Linked DNA regions of Mus musculus: all the other regions are linked to region 2. Evidence: chromatin contacts called from public Hi-C, HiChIP or PLAC-seq and promoter capture Hi-C data. All regions are on one chromosome and are shown on one strand. The core of a region is the stretch at or near the end of the contact, and the rest is flanking DNA. Distances in the headings are between cores, read along the strand shown.

Region 1 (3,130 bases), core at 487-2,986, 400 kb before region 2:
TACTCTGCCTTAACCCAGCCCATTAATTTATCATGCACCCTTCTTCCTGTCTCATGCAATTCTGTTTTTCTCCATCATTTCTCATCCTGTCAATCAAAATAATGTTCACAGTAATAATTGATGCTCAAGACCAGGAACCATGCCATTTGCTGCTTTTTATCATGCTACTCTGGCATCTTTAATGTCCTTGTGCTTCATAACTTAGCATAAGGTGACTTTGCCTGGCTCTCTGGGGGATATGCTCTTTATCAATCTATCCAGAAACAGATGGACACCTAGAAGTGAAGACCATTAGACAGATCAAGACTTACAGAGGAGGCAGGGGTGCCAGGACCACATCTTGGCCCTGCTGGATCTTTAGGGTAGTGTGTAGAAAACCATGAGAACTCAGTGTTAATATGTCTAACTCGCTGCTGCCTTCTGCATGTGGCTTCGTGCAGGTTGGATGCCTAGTAGCTGTGTTCCTAATTATTTACACAATGTTGATGATTTTGAGGTTGACCTGTTCTGAGCAGCTTCTGTCATGAGTCTATCCCCTCAGTGCCACCATTCATTGCTGTGGTGTCAGCTGTTCTCTTACCCCGCCTCCAACACAGCTGTTGTATACTCTGTCTTTCAGCCTCACCTGAACAGCTTATTTAAAATGTGGTCACTTTGCTCTTACCTGTAGGAGATTCTGATGGAGCAGCTTAGGATGGCCCCAGGAGCCTTTACTGTAGAGAGCACCTCAGTGATTCCAGTGTATCACTTGGGAGAAACTATTGTAACTGATCTGCAAATTGTAACTATTGTAGCTGAGGGAAACTATTGTAGCCGATCTGCAAATTGTAACTATTGTAACTGATGGCTGCTTTGGATAATAGCATGGGAAATTTCTGCTTTCCCTTCCTGTACCCCACAAGTACCCATTTCTTCAGACTGGAAGAACTGACATAGGTAATACTCTTTTGACTATTCTGTGTCTCAGTCTAGCACACCCAGGAATTCTTGGAGAAGACCTAGACCATAGACCTAGGCAGGAAAATAGTCCAGAGCAGTTCATCACAATGATAAGCACCCACGTTTAGACACATACCATTTAATATCAGAATTTTGCTCATCAATTTACTGGATTTTTATAGGTTGAGAGAGGGACACTTTGGGAAGTGAGGTGATCAGGCATGAGTGGGATAAGCAGGTGGCATTGCAGCAAATGCTCGACTCCAGAGAGAAGCAGGAGGTGGTAATGTGCCCCTCAGTCTGTGCCCACCTTAAGACACTGTATAGAAACCCAACACTCTCCATACTTGTGTGACAAGCACTTCCTTGACTGAGCCATCTCCTCAGCCCCTGGGCATTTTTTTTTGTCTAGATTTTGTGTAACAGTTTTTGTAGTGTTATTTATTATTTCTTTCTACGCTGTAGCTCTAGTATAGTTACTTTTCTATTGCTGTTGATAAGACACTATGAACAAAGCAACTCACAGAAGAAATTTGAGTTTACTGTCCCAGAGGGTTAAGAGTCTGTCATGGTAGTGGGTGGGTGGGTGAGCTGCAGGCGGGCAGGCTGCAGGTGGTGGGCATAGCAGCCAGAGCAGGAAGGTGAGAGCTTACTTCTCCCACTGCATCAAGCAGAGAGCACTAACTGAAAGCAGACGACCCTGTTTACCCTCAAAGCCTGCTGCCAGCCCCTGGACCATGACGTACTTCCCCATAATCATTCCCAGCCACCAACAGGGAACCAAGACAAATGTGCAAGACTATAGGGGACATTTGTCATTTCCTCATCTAAACTAGCACAGTAGCCTCTTCCTCCCACCCCGCTGTAATGATGTTTGCAGATGACAGCGCTTTCTCACTCTGTCAAGTCTCATTTATGAATTATTTCCGTCACTGTTAGCATTTTCTGTGCACCGCGTAGGAAGCCTGCCCATGGTCACAGAGATCTCTCTGTTTCAGTTTTAGAAGCTTTACTTTGCTTCTTTTTTTCACTTTGGTCTCAAATTTGTTTGGGATTAATTTCGTAGAATATTATGAGATTAAGATCAAAATTTGGAGGGGGTCACCTTGGACATCAGATTTACCCAGAACTTTCCTTGAAAAAGCCATCCTCTCTCTACAGATGTGCAGTTACAGTGTTGGGTCAATACTGTTCCTAGTGAGGTTGTATAATTCGGTCACTGCCAAGTCAAGATGACCGTCTTCCCTCTTCAGCATTGTCAAGCTTATTCTAATAGTTCTCAGCACTTATTGCTTCACACGCACTGTCTTACCAACTTCTTCAAAAAAAAAGTTTTAGTTTTTGAAATTGCATCAAATATATGTAAATTTCTATAGCATCTGGTTTATCCTTGATTTATTTAGAACAATAAAACAGAAAACTACTAATCAGTGGTAAGTTTGAAAATTATTTATATTCATGGAGAAGTAACTAGGTGTTGTATTCTGACATGTTCTGGAGTGTTCCACTCATGTGGAAAGTGACTCATATCTTCCAGTGGAAGTTGGTGATGCAGAAGTTAGTGGAAGATCACAGGTTTTATATGAGCTGCCTGCACACAGTGGCTTTCATGGGACACCTCATTAGCATCACTGTTTATTCTAACAGGCAGCTTTGGATGAAAACGGAGTACTTTTATTTATCTTAATGGACAGACTCTAAATGTAACAGAGCTGATGGCTGAAGCATCTAGAGACCATGTACAGCCATTCAGAGGTATTCAGGGAGGTAGAAAATGTGTGCTACTCTGAAAACCTAACCTAGGAGGAATGTTTTCCTTGATCACAGATTTGTTCCAAGCCTGCTTTCTTTTCCTAATGCAATTAGCCCATGACACATGAAGGTTTACAGAGCTCTATTTGTAGCTTTTATTCTATAAGGGTCTTGAGATTACTTGTATCAATTTAAGAATCCTATGAAATCATTATCAGGGATAATGAAATCATCAATTTGTCTATATAAAAGTACATCTTCATACTGATTCTGAAGAAAATTTGTCTAATAGGGTGGGCTGATATCTAGGAATCATTAGGTCATATAATAGTGACAGGAAAGGCATATCAGCAACAATAAGCAATCCTGGGATGAAGTCTCTTGAGGACCCTGCATTTCAGAGCAAACTCATCACAGCCATGCAAAATGGTGGGCCATC
Region 2 (3,126 bases), core at 398-2,897:
AAAAGTGAATCAGCACTATTTCAGAGTTAAAAAGTGTATCTATTAAGAGGCCTCTATTTTGTTTTGTGGTTTTTTTTTTTCTTGAATTTTCTTTTTATAGGCTCTAGCTTTTGTACTCCAGGATCAAAGGAGCTGATGTGACAGGGCTGAGATGAGTCGTGTTCATTAGAGGTTGGAATGTAAAAAATAAAATATCATTTCAGTTGTCCATAACATTTCTCCTTGCAGAAAATAAAAATCAGACTTAAAATATCCTTCAGCAATGTGTTTTTTAAAAAAAGGAACCGATGCTAGGTGTGGTGGTGCAGCTCTTTACTCCCAGCACTCAGAAGACAGAGGCAAGCGGATCTCTGTGAGTTCCAGGACAGCCAGAAGTACACATAGAAATCCTGTCTCAAAAAATAAAACGGGAGGGGAGGTTGAGTTGTGGTTCAAAAATTAATGGACACATATAGAGCTAAAAATCAACTATTTCCAGTACCAGTACTGTTTCTCCACCCGGACAAAATACTCCCTCCTTTAGACAGATGACCGGCCTAATTCTTGTATCCCAGAGTTTTCTTGGCTGAATTCTTGAGTAGGTCTGTTATTTCTCAGTAACAGAATTCCAAAGAACAGTTTTAACCTTCAAGGTAATTTTACTGTTACCCCCAAATTCTGCAGGACACACATCTGTATATTAAGCAACTCCCCCCCCCCTTTACTCCTGAGACACAAATCGTCCTCCTTGCCCAGACAGTATGTCATAAGCAAATATCCTTAAATCTGGGGAAGAAATACAGTCCAGCCAATCTTCAACTGGGTGCAAACTGCCAGAAGGCAGCTGGCCTCACCTTTCTCTGCAGCAGCAGCACCTCTCTGCAGAGCACTTCTCTCTCCACCCTCTCCAGAATTGCTCTGAGCCACCACCCCAGGCAGTGTCGACCCAGATAGCACTGGCCCGGGGAAGGTAGAGTTCGGTTATTTATTTCCCCACTCGTGGCATTCGCTTCTTAGACAGCAAAAGGGAAAGAGCCAAGTGGAAATACTGCCCTTTCAGTCCCTCTCGGACCTCACAGCAGAGAGGAGCTGCCTCGCCAGGTCTTTAGGGCCGGTCTCATTCCGGAGTGAACCGATCCTGCCTCCAACCGGAGGACCCAGCTCCTACCCCGGGGCGCACCTCGCGGGAGCAGCTCCTGTCTGAGGCCGCCAACCCCTGCCCGCGTCACCGGAGCTGCTCCGGTCCAAGGCCGCCATCCTCATAGCTCCTGTCAAAGGCCGCCATCCCCGCCGCTCCTCACCGGAGCAGCTCCTGAGACCGCCATCCCGGGTTCCCGGTCACGGGAGCAGCTCCCGCCCCGCGGCCCCGCCTCAGCAGGCCAAATTCCTTCAGCTGAGACAGGGCAGAGGCCGCCTCCCCGCCCTCCATGCCGCCTCCGGGGCCTCCACATCGTCTCCCGGCCCTCGAGCGCCCGGGAACCGGCCGGCTGGGGACGCGCGGGGTCCCGGCCCTCTGGTCTCTCCGCCCCGCGGCCGGAACCTCCCTAGGGCGGAGTGATCGCGGCCGCCCAGTGAGGAGCGCGCGGCCACGAGGGGCGCTCGGCCGGGTGGCACGGCGCGGGGCGGCGGCGGCGGGGGAGGGGAGGGAGGCGGGGCCGGGGCGGGCCGGTGTGGGGCGACTGCGCTACGGCTCGACCGGGGCGGTGATGGCGGCTCCATATTAACACCTCCTCCTCCTCCTCCGCGCTCCCGCCCGCGCCCGCCAGCCGTCTCCCCCTTCCCTGACGCCACCTCTCCCCCTCCTCTACCATGCCCGGCATGATGGAGAAAGGGCCCGAGTTACTGGGGAAGAGCCGATCGGCCAACGGCGGCGCCAAGAGCCCGGCGGGAGGCGGCGGCTCCTCGGCCAACGGCGGGCTGCACTTCTCGGAGCCCGAGAGCGGCTGCAGCAGCGACGACGAGCACGGGGGTACCTCGCCGCGCTCCCCGCCCCCGCCCGTCCGCCCGGCCCCCTTCCCCGCGCCCTCCTCCCCCTCGGAGCCGAGCCGCGGCCGCCGGAACTCCCGGTGCCGCCGCAGCCCGCGACCCGCGCCTCCCCGCCCCCACCCGGCCACGGCCTCGCCCGCGCTCCCGCGGCTGGAGAGTCTCTGCCTTGCCCTTCCCCTCTCCTCTCCTTATTTATTACCATTTTACCATATATCTTGGCATTGCTTTGCAGATGTTGGGATGAGAGTCGGAGCTGAATACCAAGCTCGGATCCCTGAATTCGATCCAGGTAGATATATTTGCTCACAGGAAAACCCCATCTCTCTCTCTCTTTTTTTTTCCCCCAGGCTTGCTCTGGGGTGGCCGGCGTCGGGATGGGAGGGAGTTACGTGGTGTTGAGTGTGGGGCGCACCAGGAGAGGCCAGGGCAGGGCAGGGCAGGGCAGGGCATCGCGGGCGGGGAGGCTGGCAGGCTCGGCTGGGCAGTGACACAGGGCGTGGGGGTAGATGTGTGCATGGCAAGGTGAACATGGTTCCCTCCCGCGGCACTTGCACGCTGGTGGCTTCGCACGGAGGTCGCGGGTCCGAGGCCCGGGGCGTGGGGACTGCAAAACCAAGGGCTGCAGGAGAGGGCGTGCGATCTGTGTGTGCATGAACCTACCCCAGGTCAGATGCCACTCCGACCCGCCCTGGGAACCCGGGGCTCAGCCAGGCTCCGCAGGGCCACGCTTGGCAACCGCCTGCTGTCATTAGCCCGAGCCAAGGGCGAGCCCTGCGACCCCGGCGCACACGGGATCCTGGTTTTTCTTTCTGCCGAGGCGGTGTGGACCTGGGCGGGGAAACGCCCGTGCCCGACACCGCCCCGGTCGCCCCCAACCCCTCCCCGCGCGCCGACCCAGCCCGGGGAAGCCAGACCACAGGACAGCGGCAGCAGCTGCCAAGGAGACATTTTCTCCGGAACAGCCAGGTTCCAGCGCCCTCCGCCAGCGCAGCTTGCGGGCTCCCTCTCTACTTTTCTCCAAACAGGCTCCCCGGCTGTCACGGGATGTCAGGCTGCTCAGGGATTGGGCGAGAGTTCCGCATATGGAGGCGCCCTTGCTGGAGCCTCTGGGCCTGGAGTGCTCGGCTGCTCTAACCCAGCCAGACTTGCCACTGGGTGGGC
Region 3 (3,280 bases), core at 724-3,223, 450 kb before region 2:
AGAAAGGTCGAGCCTAGAAATAAAAATTTGGGAGCCTATGGGTGGTATTTTGGAGGCATGATAATGTTTGAGACTGAGAGAGAGGTGGAGAGGAGGGGAAGGGAAGGGAGGTGTGAAGAGAGAGACAGTAAGTCCACACTGAGTTTGGGACACACTGATACTTGAGAGTTGGGTGTCTTAGTCAGGGTTTCTGTTCCTGCACAAACATCATGACCAAGAAACAAGTTGGGGAGGAAAGGGTTTATTCAGCTTACACTTCCATACTGCTGTTCATCACCAAAGGAAGTCAGGACTGGAACTCACACAGGGTAAGAACTTGGAGGCAGGAGCTAATGCAGAGGCCATGGAAGAATGCTGCTTAGTGGCTTGCTTTCCCTGGCTTGCCTAGCTTGCTCTCTTATAGAACCCAAGACTACCAGCCCACAGATGGTACCACCCACAATGGACCTACCCATTCTTTGAGAAAATGCCTAACAGCTGGATCTCATGGAGGCATTTCCTCAAGGGAGGCTCCTTTCCCTGTGATAACTCCAGCTTGTGTCAAGTTGACACACAAAACCAGCCAATACTTTGGGTGAAGGAGGGAACCAGAAAGAGGGATAGAAATGTAGGGGTAGTTTTGCAGAACCCAAGAAGAGGGTGTTTCATGGAAGGGAAAGCTCACCGGGGTGATGCCACTCAAGGATCAGGTAAATGAGACTAAGAGCCTTGGTTAGAGGGCTATCAGAAGCTAAGAGTGGTGAGTGACATCTCTCTCCCTGCAGCCTTTGGTGTAGTTGAGAGGAATGCTGTATGCAAGCCAGCTGAGGACCAGAAGAAGGTGTGTATGCACTATACCCAGAGAGAAGCCTCTAGAACATTGATGTTCATGAGGAAAGGAGTTGATGTGAGCTGAGCTCTTGGTTCCCAAGGGGCTTGACTTGGGCAGAGCCCTGATGAGTTAGCAGCAGCACTGGATCATCAGGAGGGAGAAGCCTGGCCCTGTAACACACAACTTAAATTGGGATCCTGGCTGCTTGTTGAAGTCCAGAGACTAACATGACATGAAAGGCAACTGGAAAGACCAAAAGGTCTCCATGTAAAGGGCTTGAGTGTCACACTTAGAAATCTGGAAATGCAAAGTCCTTAACCAAACAAACATGTTAAATTAATATATTAATACCATATGTCAGACCAACACGCTGGAATAGCTCCAAAGGCTAGAGCAGGCCTATTCTTATAAACAGCATGTTCCTTGGTGGGCATGACTGGTTGGTGCCCCGTCTGTGGTCTCCCCACCATGGCATCATTAATAAAGCTGGAAACGGCTGTGCAAACCGTTGCCTATGTATTTTCTTCTCAGTGGCAATCCGAAGCCCAGGTCTCACCCTCTCTGGTTTACAGGTAGAACTCTGAGAACAATTCCCCTTCAGCTCAGATATGTCAGCCTCCATAGACTTCCCTTTGCTGAGGCTGCCCTGGAGGGAGGCTTTAGGACAGCATCTGGTTTCTCCTGGAAGACTGACTTGTGGCTTCAGCTCCTTTTCCCACCAGCTCAGCTACAGCAGGACAGGTCTCCTGCTCTCCTGCCACTGTTGTCCTAGCTGAGAGCGAAACACAGACTTGCAGAGCAGTGCCTCATGGGGGAAAAAAGCTCTTGTAACATACCCACTGAAAGCTCTCTCTGGGTTTCCTTCCTAAGGCTGAGTCTCTTTTCTTACCCTCCAAATTCAAATTATCTACTGGAAACAGCAGGGCTGGAGCCGCCAAGATTCCTGTTGTTGGGCCCTTTGCTTATTCCCTAAGTAATATGCTCATACTAAGTGCAGTATATTTTTATGTGTTTATATGTGTGTGTGCTGCGCTTCTGTGTGTATTGCATGTTTGAGTGCTCATTTTAAAGCTTTGAGAAGGCACGGAGCATAGGACTCCTAAAATAAAATCCTTCTAAAGTGTCTCACATCTCTCCAAAGACCTAGAAATAAACTCCGCTTAAAAAAGCACGCCGAGCAGCTGCTGGCCTTGTTTGAGATGAGCTGGGCTGGCAGCCGCGTGCCTGTAGCTACCCACACAAAGTGAAGAACGCGCTTTAAGTTGAGTCTTGTTTCCTCTGCTGTTGGCCCTGTTCCTGTAGCAGGTTGGAGTCAATGACAGAATGACCCTTGACTGTCTCTTATGAGGGTGACAGAAAAGACCACAGTATAAAAGATGCAGGGCCTTCACCAAGCTGGCTGTGCTCTTGAAAGTGATGGTGTTGGAGTAATGGCATTGTTGGTGCAATGCCATGATAAGAAAACATTCTTGCCCTGTGAGGGGAAGGTGAAGGATAAGGCATATATGTCATGAGACTTACTCATCAGTATACAGGAGCACAGAAAAGCAGCAATGGAAGTCACTGCTTCTTGTCTCCTCTGAGGGTGACACCTGTGCTGTGTATACTATGGTTTCTACTTCTGCACAGAGAGCCTGTACTGTGGTTCAGTCAGAGGAAGACTAGCAGGGTGGACTCACATATCTTATTTGTGTCGGAGGTTGGAGGGTAGAGTTGTCATTCTGAGGGACAAGATACCTGGGGCTGTTGTAGCTCCCAGCTTTGATTACAGATGAGACAAGATGGACACTGACTGGGGTTCTTTCAAAGTGTTATACTTAATAATTGCTTCAGCCCTTCTAGGTCGGTTCATACTCGAGGTTCACAGTTGAGGGGACTGGAGACAGGGAAAGGCAAGTATTTAGCTCTACTCTGTGGAAGTTGAATGCAGTTCTATGTGATCTCCTCGGAGCATCCTAAATTTCAGACACAAATGATATTCCTGGATAAGTCCCTCCTACCCCATATGAAGCACATGACCATCTGCTCTGCGTGTCTTGGCTGCTTGTGCACATTAAGTGACTAAGTGACATTCCAGCTCTTGAACAAGTTATAAAGTATGTGTGTGATGTGATGTGTGTGTAAGTGATGTGTGTGAGCCATGTATGTGATGTGTGTGTGATGTGTGTGTTGTGTGTGATGTCTCTCTCTCTCTCTCTCTCTCTCTCTCTCTGTGTGTATGTGTGTGTGTGTGTGTGTGAGAGAGAGAGAGAGAGAGAGAGAGAGAGAGAGAGAGAGAGAGAGAGGTGTATTTCTGAATGTATTTACTCATGCACATATGAGTGTATGTGCATGTGGATTCTAGAGGACCATGCTGGGTATATGCCTTAGTTTTTGAGACAGAGTCTCTCCCTGAACCAGGAGCTCACCAGTTTGGCAAGGCTGGCTTGCTGTCAGGCTCAACCCCCTGCCCTATCACTGCTTTCCCAG
Region 4 (3,381 bases), core at 109-2,608, 350 kb before region 2:
GTCTACATGAGTTTATGTATGCGTACCACGTGTGTGCTGTTTTCTACAGAAGCCAGAGGGTGTCAGATCCCCTGACCTAGAGCTACAGATCATGTTGAGCCTCCTGTTGTGGGTGCTGGAACCTCACTTGGGTCCTGTGAAACAGTTGAGCCCTCTCCACATCTCTCCAACCAACCCTTGATTAGAGTTTTATAGGGGAAAGCAAAGAAACAGACATGGCTCCTTTTATAAGCTCCTACTCCCCACTCCAACCCCCACCCAGTACTCCACCCCCTGCCTTGGTATAGTATAGAATATATATACATACACACACACACACACACACACACACACACACACACATACACACACACACACACACACACACACACACACACACACACACACATATACACATACACACACACACACACACACACACACACACACACACACATATAGCTTCTCACCTTTACTAAACCAATTACCACTTCTGTTTACATATTCTTCAGAAATTTGTTTAAAAGCATCTTTCTGCTACATTTTTTCCCACATTTTATTTTGTCCTTAAGAGCTTCTGACTAAGCAAACCAAACCAAAACAAGTCTTGTATGATTTTATTTAGTTTCCAGGAAAGCAAAGATAGATGACCTGGGTCTTCCTACCCCAGGTTTTACAGTTTTATTATTTAAATGTTTAAAAGGCCTACTGGAGTCCTTTTAAACTAAGTGCCCAGAAATCATGAAGTATAAATAAATGTTTTAGTTAAAAGACAAACAAAAAAATGCAAAAATATATTTATAATTGATAAGCCAAATATTGCTTTTAGAGATTGATAAGGAAGAAAGCTTTTCTATTCCAGTTTTTAAATGCATTCAAAGATGGTGCAAGGCCACCATAAAGGAAATGTCATGGTGGCTTAGCACACGGGAAGATGCTCAGTCCCACTCATAATAAGGGTAAATTAAAACCACTCCAAGGCACACCTGCTGACGTGTAACAGCCTCCACTGTGGGTGAGGAATTCTCGAAGCAAGCATCTCACAGGGCATCGCCAGCACTCTGTGAAACCTCCCAAACACCCATTTCCCATCTGTACTGTGGGTAACGGTGTCTGCTTCCTAGGGAGACTATAAGAAGGGTGCATGTGAGTGCTGACATAGAACAGTTGTTACTACAGAGGGCATCAATGCTGCCTTCCGGACGCTGCCCTGTGCTGTGGCACAGCAAACACCCACTACAACACCTGTGTCATTAGTCCCCTGTTCAAATGCCCTTCCTTGAGCCTGACATCTCAGTGTTCAGTTCCATTAGGAACCAGCCCAGCCCCTAAGCAGGACACAGACCAGCAGCCAGATGAGCCAGGCAGGCGGAAGATGGAGGTTAATGATGGTGCTCCAAGCTGAAATGCAGGAACAACCCTGTCATGTGGCAGCACTTTGAGAGATAACATCATTTGGGGACTATGACAGGCTCAGATGCTGGTTTAAGGAAGCAACACCCAGACAGGCAGAGGCGCCCTTGACTGGGCAGATACCACAATGCAAATCCCTTGGGTCAAGGGTGGGAAGCTTCCAGGGCCACCTGAAACCAAGTCTGAAGTGTAGAGGTCCTTCCTGCTGAGAAGTCTAGCGGAAGGGAGACGGGAGCAGCCTGCCCCGGGTCTCAATAGGAGGAGGGACCGTGGCTTCCTGGTCATTTAGATGTTTAGGTTATCATCTGTATCTCTGGGCCTGATACCATACTTCCACCAGCTACTCCTGGCTCTGCTCTTTTGTTTCCTCCCATGGCTAGAGCCAGAGGCAGGTCTCTTCTTTCCAGAGCACCCTGTTGAGACATCCATGCCTCCACCCACCATTAACAGCTGACAACTGGCATTTGCTGATGTTTTCTACTTGACAGGAGCCTGGCACACACATTGCCTCCATTGAGACTGGGGCATGGGCAAGCCTTCTTCCCTTGAATAATGAGTACACGGGAGCCAAGGGGAGGGAGGCAGGACCCAGGCTCCTCTGACCCTCATGCTGCCCTGTCCTTCAATGGCCATGTCTGGACTTAATCAGCTAATGGTCAACTGCATAGACATGTAGTCAGTTTTGTCTAATTAAATCCATTCCAGACTCTCGCTTCTCTCCAGACATAAAGAACAGCTGGTCAGGACCCTTTCTTCCCACAAGCAAAGCATCCAGAGCACTCTCTACCCTGCTGCAAATCCCAGATCCTCTTCCCTCCCTGATCAGCCAGGGTTTGGGACTTGAGGCAGAAAGCAGCTGGGGTGGATGGAGCCTGGGGAGGAGGGTGGATGGAAGCTGGAGAAATGAAGTGGATGGAAGCTAGAGAGGTGGGGGGGGGGGTGGAGGCTGGGGAGGGGTAGGTGGATGGAGCCTGGGTGTGACATCTGTTCTAGAAATGGGCATTTATCTCACTTGGAGACATTAATGTTACCATTCCCTACCAGGCTGAGGGTAGGGGCATTAAAAATAAGTAAAGATGGCCACTGAGGCAAGACCGGACAGCCCCTGTGGGAAGGCACTGTCACCGTGGGCCTGTGAGAAGCCCTCTGTCCCCAGTCTTCCTGTCTGGGCTGTCCCACAGCCTGTGGCCTCATGCTGTTCTTGTTGGATCACCTAAGGACTGATAAAGTACACAGAAGGTTCTGGAGCCTTGGGCATCTTCCTGGGACTTTAACCTCTGTATAGTAACCTATAAAGATCTGTGCCCAAGCTGACAAACCACAGTCCTGGAGTGAGTGAGCTACGGGTAATGGTGGTCTCTGTCAAGTGGCCAGTGACAGGCTCTTCCCCAGCTGCAGGGAGCCCTGTGGCCAGTCCAGAGATGACAGAAAACCATCCTGTCCCAGAGCTAGATACTGGTGACTCCGGTCTCCATTGCCAAAGTTTTGTGGCTCAGAAAGTAGAGTGAGCAGCTCTACTTTCTCAGGTAACAGCTCTGTGGCCCCAGGACCCTTGCTCCTCTCATTGCCTGAGCTACAGATTGTGCTTTACTTCTGTCCCTGTCTTAGAATCAGCTCTGACTCCTTCATTCCTTGTCCCCAGGTTCTGTACATACCTCCCATTGCATACTGTCTCCAGTTCCCACAGAACCCTAAGCAGTGCTACCGGCTATAATTTTAATCAGCACTGGCACCACCACCAGACACCTAGGGGACACACCAAGTTCCTTGCATATTGTATTCTAGCTAACCCTGGGAACATCCTAGGGTGGTGGGGTTGGGAGAGACTCCTTTCACCAACCCATTTTATAGATGCAGAAAATGAGACTTGGACAGTTGAAGGGGAGAACTGCGGCCAAGGAGAGTGCTGGCTCCAGACTCCGCCCTTTTGCCTATCAGCATGGCTCCTCACTGTGGCTGGTGGTGTTCACCTGAAACCTGCCCTCCACA
Region 5 (3,473 bases), core at 507-3,006, 290 kb after region 2:
GTAGAGCAATGCCTTGTACCAGTGCAGGTACTGGCACGCCATGTGTTTTGTGTCTTTTATCCCAGGTTAGATACCCTTGACCACACCTAGTGTTTTGGGTCTCTTCATTTCAGGTTAGAGTCCCCTGAAATCCTCTCTTCACCCATAGCCAGAAGGATCCATAGGTCCTAATCCCTAAAGAAGACAGAGGTTGGTGACTCCATAGCAATGGGTTTCAGAGCCCCTGATTGAGGCCAACCTGGTCCTGCTGGCTTGCAGCTGCCTCAGCTCCAGCAGACCCAGCCTTTCGGCTCATATAGCTAAGGCCTCCAGCTGTCTGTCTGAAGACCCAGCACTGGCAGCCTGCAGACTAACCCAAGCTCTCCCACCCCCAGGCTATCGACTCTGCCCCAGGCTCTCTCCTCGCCTCCACTGGGGAAGTTTCTAGGGGAAAGTAGGGCTTGGTTCAGGACTCACAGAACTCAACCAGTCAGAGTTGGAGTCTCAGCTCTGCTACTTCCTGGTGTGACCTGCCGTAAGCAGCATGGTCTCCACCATATGGAGTTCCTGACGTCTGTGGATGTGGAACACTGCCTTGCCCATAAAGTAGCTCATGGTGACTCACATATAGTCGGCAGCTACTGAGTATTAACTTAATATTGTCTCTTCCCTGCCCTCTCTGTCCCCCACCCCCACCCTGTGTGGGTTGCAGGGACGACAGACTGAGGTCAGGGTTGGTGGCACACACACTTACTCACAGAGCCATCTTCATGCTTATGGGAGAGCTTTTAAAGATAAAATCGAGGAAGATTGCCTCAGGTATTTTTTTTTCCCCGAGACAGGGTTTCTCTGTGTAGCCCTGGCTGTCCTGGAACTCACTTTGTAGACCAGGCTGGCCTCAAACTCAAAAATCCGCCTGCCTCTGCCTCCCGAGTGCTGGGATTAAAGGTGTGTGCCACCACACCCGGCTGCATCAGGTATTTTGAAGCAGCAATAAGTGTCAGCCACAATGATGGATAACAGGAGTGACGTCAGTCAGAGGTTGGACAGTCTTGCTGAGTGAGCATCCTGGCAGGGCCTGCATGAGGTGCAGTAGGTTCTGTGCAAGTTCACAGTTGGCCTGAGACAGAAGCAGTCACGCTGAGCAGTCCTTCCTCAAGACCGCAAGACTCCACTTTCTTTTTTTCAGTGATTCCATTCTGACAATATTTGCTTCAACCCGTTCCACAGATGAAGAAACAGAGGCCTAGGGACCATTAGATTTTCCCAGGTGACTCAGCTGGGAAATATCCCAGGGCTACAATTCAGTTTGTGACTTTTTTCTCTTTCCCTTCCTTCTCCCCCCCCCCCCCCCCCCCGGCTCTCCTCCTCTGTCTCTGACTGTCCTCTCTCTCTGTTTCTCTGTGTGTGTGTGTACATAGAGGAGAAAGGTTAGCCTCGGGTGCCATTCCTCAGAACCCCAGGAGTCTGCCCCCCTCTGCCTCTCCAGCTCTGGAATTATAAGCACACCCAACCATGCTATTTACATAGATCAAACTCAGGTCCTGGGTGCTGGGAATTGAACTCAGGACCTCTGGCAGAGCAGCCAGTGCTCTTAACCACTGCACCATCTTTACAATGTCATAATTTGGGTTTTTTTTTTCTCTAAATATCCACACAGAACTTACACAACAAATGTAACAGAAAACCCGATTTTTTCCTTTCAGTCAGCCCTTGAAGGTCAGCATTGGTGCTGTGTGAGAAAGGAGACTTTGTCATGTGACCCAGCCTCCTGCTCTTTCCTCACAGATCACTGTGGTAGTCACTTGCGCTGGTCAGAAGCCACTCACGTTTGCACACTTACTTAAATCTGGTTCAACGCATGTTTTACTTCCTTCTTCTGTCTTCTCCTCATGTGGTTCTTCTCAGTTTTGTTTTCCTAGCAGTTCCAAAACCAGACAGTGTCCAATAGCAAGCTCACAGTTCCACAAAGCTAAAACTCTTATTTGACAACGAATAACCCCATTTCACAGACTTGCCAGCTGAAGGAAGTGCACTGACCCTTCAGGGTCAGCTCAGGCCATGGCTCAGCTTCGTTCTGGCAATCCATTCAGCTGTCCCCTTCATACCCTGGCTTACCTTTATAGGCAGCCTCGCTCCTCAGGAGCAGAGGAAGACACAATGAAAAGCCAAAGGGTTGTAGAAACTCATCTTCCATCCATGAGCTAAAGGGTAGCTGTTAAAGACCAAACCAAAGACCCCGTGCATTTAGGCACTGACCCATATCCTCAACTAGGATCAGTATATACCTATATATAATATATGATATGTGTCATATAATACATAGTTTTTATTCAGAGACAGTCTCATGGACCTCAGGCTGACCTGAGTCACTATGTAGCCAAGAATAGCTTGTAACTTTTAATTTTTTTCAAAGTCTACATTTAATGATGGTTCTTAAATGCTTTAATCTCCCTTGTAACCCACCACCCACCAGAGGGAGTGGAAAGAAAGGATACAGTGGAAGCGGACCTATTTAGAAATGGTTCTTTAGAGCAATTCCCATCTGTGTTGTCTAGAAATCAGCAGTTCAGTTCACAGGCTAGCAACAGCAGCTCAGTCCATTTGTGAACACTTCACAGATACACCAGCAGTCCAGTTTGGTAGAGTCAGGTTAGCAGCCGCAGTGGCATGACCTAACAGAGACAGCCAGACCACAGCCTAGGCACAAGTCAGCAGGTGAGACCTGGAGGATGCCAGGAGAGGTTCTTGGCTGTGCCTCAGCAAAGCAAAGTGAAGATCAGCGAAGACATGAGACCCACAAGCATTGCACAGTTAGCTCTATAAGCAAGCCAAGCTCAGCCTCCATCACAGTCCGTCAAGTCCTGTTTATACCCTCCAAACATCACATGTCATCCACAGGTGTCGTTGGCACGTGCGTCTGTCTCAGCTGACATCACTCTGCCAATCAGCCTGAGCCCTAGGAAATGGCAGTACACCACTGTTTTTTGGCACATTTCTCTCAGTGAAATCCCAACAAATGGAGATCAACTATGCAATGTAAAGTCAGACCAATACAGGCAATCGTTAGTAAAGACTCCCCCATCAGGTGTCTGTTCACATGCTTGCTTTAGCACAACATCCTTTCTCCTGTGTCTGCTTCAGTAAAATGTTCTTTTACAAGTGTGCCTTTCACCGATGTCCACTTTAACAAAACGCCCCTTCACATGTTTGCCCCAGCAAAACACCACCCAACACAACTGACTTTCCAAAGAACACATAAGTTTCTACTTCAATATCTCTGAATGCCTGATCTTCCTACTTCTATCTCTGGAGTGGAATTAAAAGCCACCAGGGCCAGCTTTTGTTTGTTTGTTTGTTTGTTTGTTTGTTTTATATATTTTGAGACAAGACCTCACTATGTAGCCGACGCTGGCCTGGCACTCATAATCCCCCTACCTCTACTTGGCCCAGCCAGGATCAATCAATCTTAGCATAACAGAGAGAGAATAATG

Evidence for each region. Promoter capture Hi-C pulls out the DNA fragments that hold promoters and counts their contacts. Hi-C and Micro-C count contacts between places; a contact is called where the count stands out from the background. HiChIP or PLAC-seq counts read pairs in DNA pulled down with a chosen protein or histone mark.
Region 1: a contact with region 2 is called in a promoter capture Hi-C map of the HPC-7 cell line, with 2.8 times the contacts expected there. The contact joins the enhancer-like site here to the promoter of Rcor3 in region 2. A contact is called at or near these places in 7 of 39 promoter capture datasets (the 3T3-L1 cell line, the C10 cell line, the HPC-7 cell line and 3 more), 1 of 484 Hi-C or Micro-C datasets (the HPC-7 cell line), 4 of 115 datasets of contacts at active chromatin or transcription factors (bone marrow-derived macrophages, embryonic forebrain, embryonic stem cells and 1 more) and 1 of 9 other capture datasets (liver).
Region 3: a contact with region 2 is called in an H3K27ac HiChIP or PLAC-seq map of VIP interneurons, with 4 times the contacts expected there. The contact joins the enhancer-like site here to the promoter of Rcor3 in region 2. A contact is called at or near these places in 14 of 39 promoter capture datasets (the 3T3-L1 cell line, 3T3-L1-derived adipocytes, the C10 cell line and 9 more), 16 of 115 datasets of contacts at active chromatin or transcription factors (the NIH/3T3 cell line, T-cell acute lymphoblastic leukemia, VIP interneurons and 8 more) and 3 of 9 other capture datasets (adipose tissue, liver and pancreatic islet).
Region 4: a contact with region 2 is called in a Hi-C map of the N1E-115 cell line, with 4 times the contacts expected there. The contact joins the enhancer-like site here to the promoter of Rcor3 in region 2. A contact is called at or near these places in 2 of 39 promoter capture datasets (the 3T3-L1 cell line and hippocampal neurons), 1 of 484 Hi-C or Micro-C datasets (the N1E-115 cell line) and 1 of 9 other capture datasets (pancreatic islet).
Region 5: a contact with region 2 is called in a Hi-C map of bone marrow-derived macrophages, with 24 read pairs. The contact joins the enhancer-like site here to the promoter of Rcor3 in region 2. A contact is called at or near these places in 9 of 39 promoter capture datasets (the HPC-7 cell line, HPC-7-derived erythroid cells, embryonic stem cells and 5 more), 2 of 484 Hi-C or Micro-C datasets (the HPC-7 cell line and bone marrow-derived macrophages), 13 of 115 datasets of contacts at active chromatin or transcription factors (the SCID.adh cell line, acute myeloid leukemia, bone marrow-derived macrophages and 8 more) and 4 of 9 other capture datasets (adipose tissue, embryonic stem cells, liver and 1 more).

What each region holds. Positions count from the first base shown.
Region 1 is chr1:192,535,992-192,539,121 of GRCm38.p6, reverse strand. All of the region lies in intron 11 of Hhat (hedgehog acyltransferase), which reads left to right. Among named protein-coding and RNA genes, the nearest start is that of Gm31011, 21 kb to the right of the region's middle. Within about 2 kb of position 1,736, at least 19 of the 459 cell types and tissues checked have an H3K27ac peak or open chromatin away from gene starts, as enhancers often do. A contact at or near this core is called in the HPC-7 cell line, where this site is marked.
Region 2 is chr1:192,136,561-192,139,686 of GRCm38.p6, reverse strand. Rcor3 (REST corepressor 3) reads left to right here and starts at 1,647. Exons shown (of 12, transcript NM_001346740.1): 1 at 1,647-1,948; 2 at 2,198-2,254. The coding sequence starts at 1,789. It overlaps Gm10516 (predicted gene 10516), which reads right to left and starts at 2,789. Exons shown (of 4, transcript NR_033536.1): 1 at 2,626-2,789.
Region 3 is chr1:192,586,339-192,589,618 of GRCm38.p6, reverse strand. The region is part of intron 10 of Hhat (hedgehog acyltransferase); the gene reads left to right. Among named protein-coding and RNA genes, the nearest start is that of Gm31011, 72 kb to the right of the region's middle. Within about 2 kb of position 1,973, at least 18 of the 459 cell types and tissues checked have an H3K27ac peak or open chromatin away from gene starts, as enhancers often do. A contact at or near this core is called in VIP interneurons, where this site is marked.
Region 4 is chr1:192,488,283-192,491,663 of GRCm38.p6, reverse strand. All of the region lies in intron 10 of Kcnh1 (potassium voltage-gated channel, subfamily H (eag-related), member 1), which reads right to left. Among named protein-coding and RNA genes, the nearest start is that of Gm31011, 26 kb to the left of the region's middle. Within about 2 kb of position 1,358, at least 5 of the 459 cell types and tissues checked have an H3K27ac peak or open chromatin away from gene starts, as enhancers often do. A contact at or near this core is called in the N1E-115 cell line, where this site is marked.
Region 5 is chr1:191,847,999-191,851,471 of GRCm38.p6, reverse strand. No RefSeq gene overlaps it. Among named protein-coding and RNA genes, the nearest start is that of Nek2, 28 kb to the right of the region's middle. Within about 2 kb of position 1,756, at least 17 of the 459 cell types and tissues checked have an H3K27ac peak or open chromatin away from gene starts, as enhancers often do. A contact at or near this core is called in bone marrow-derived macrophages and trophoblast stem cells, where this site is marked.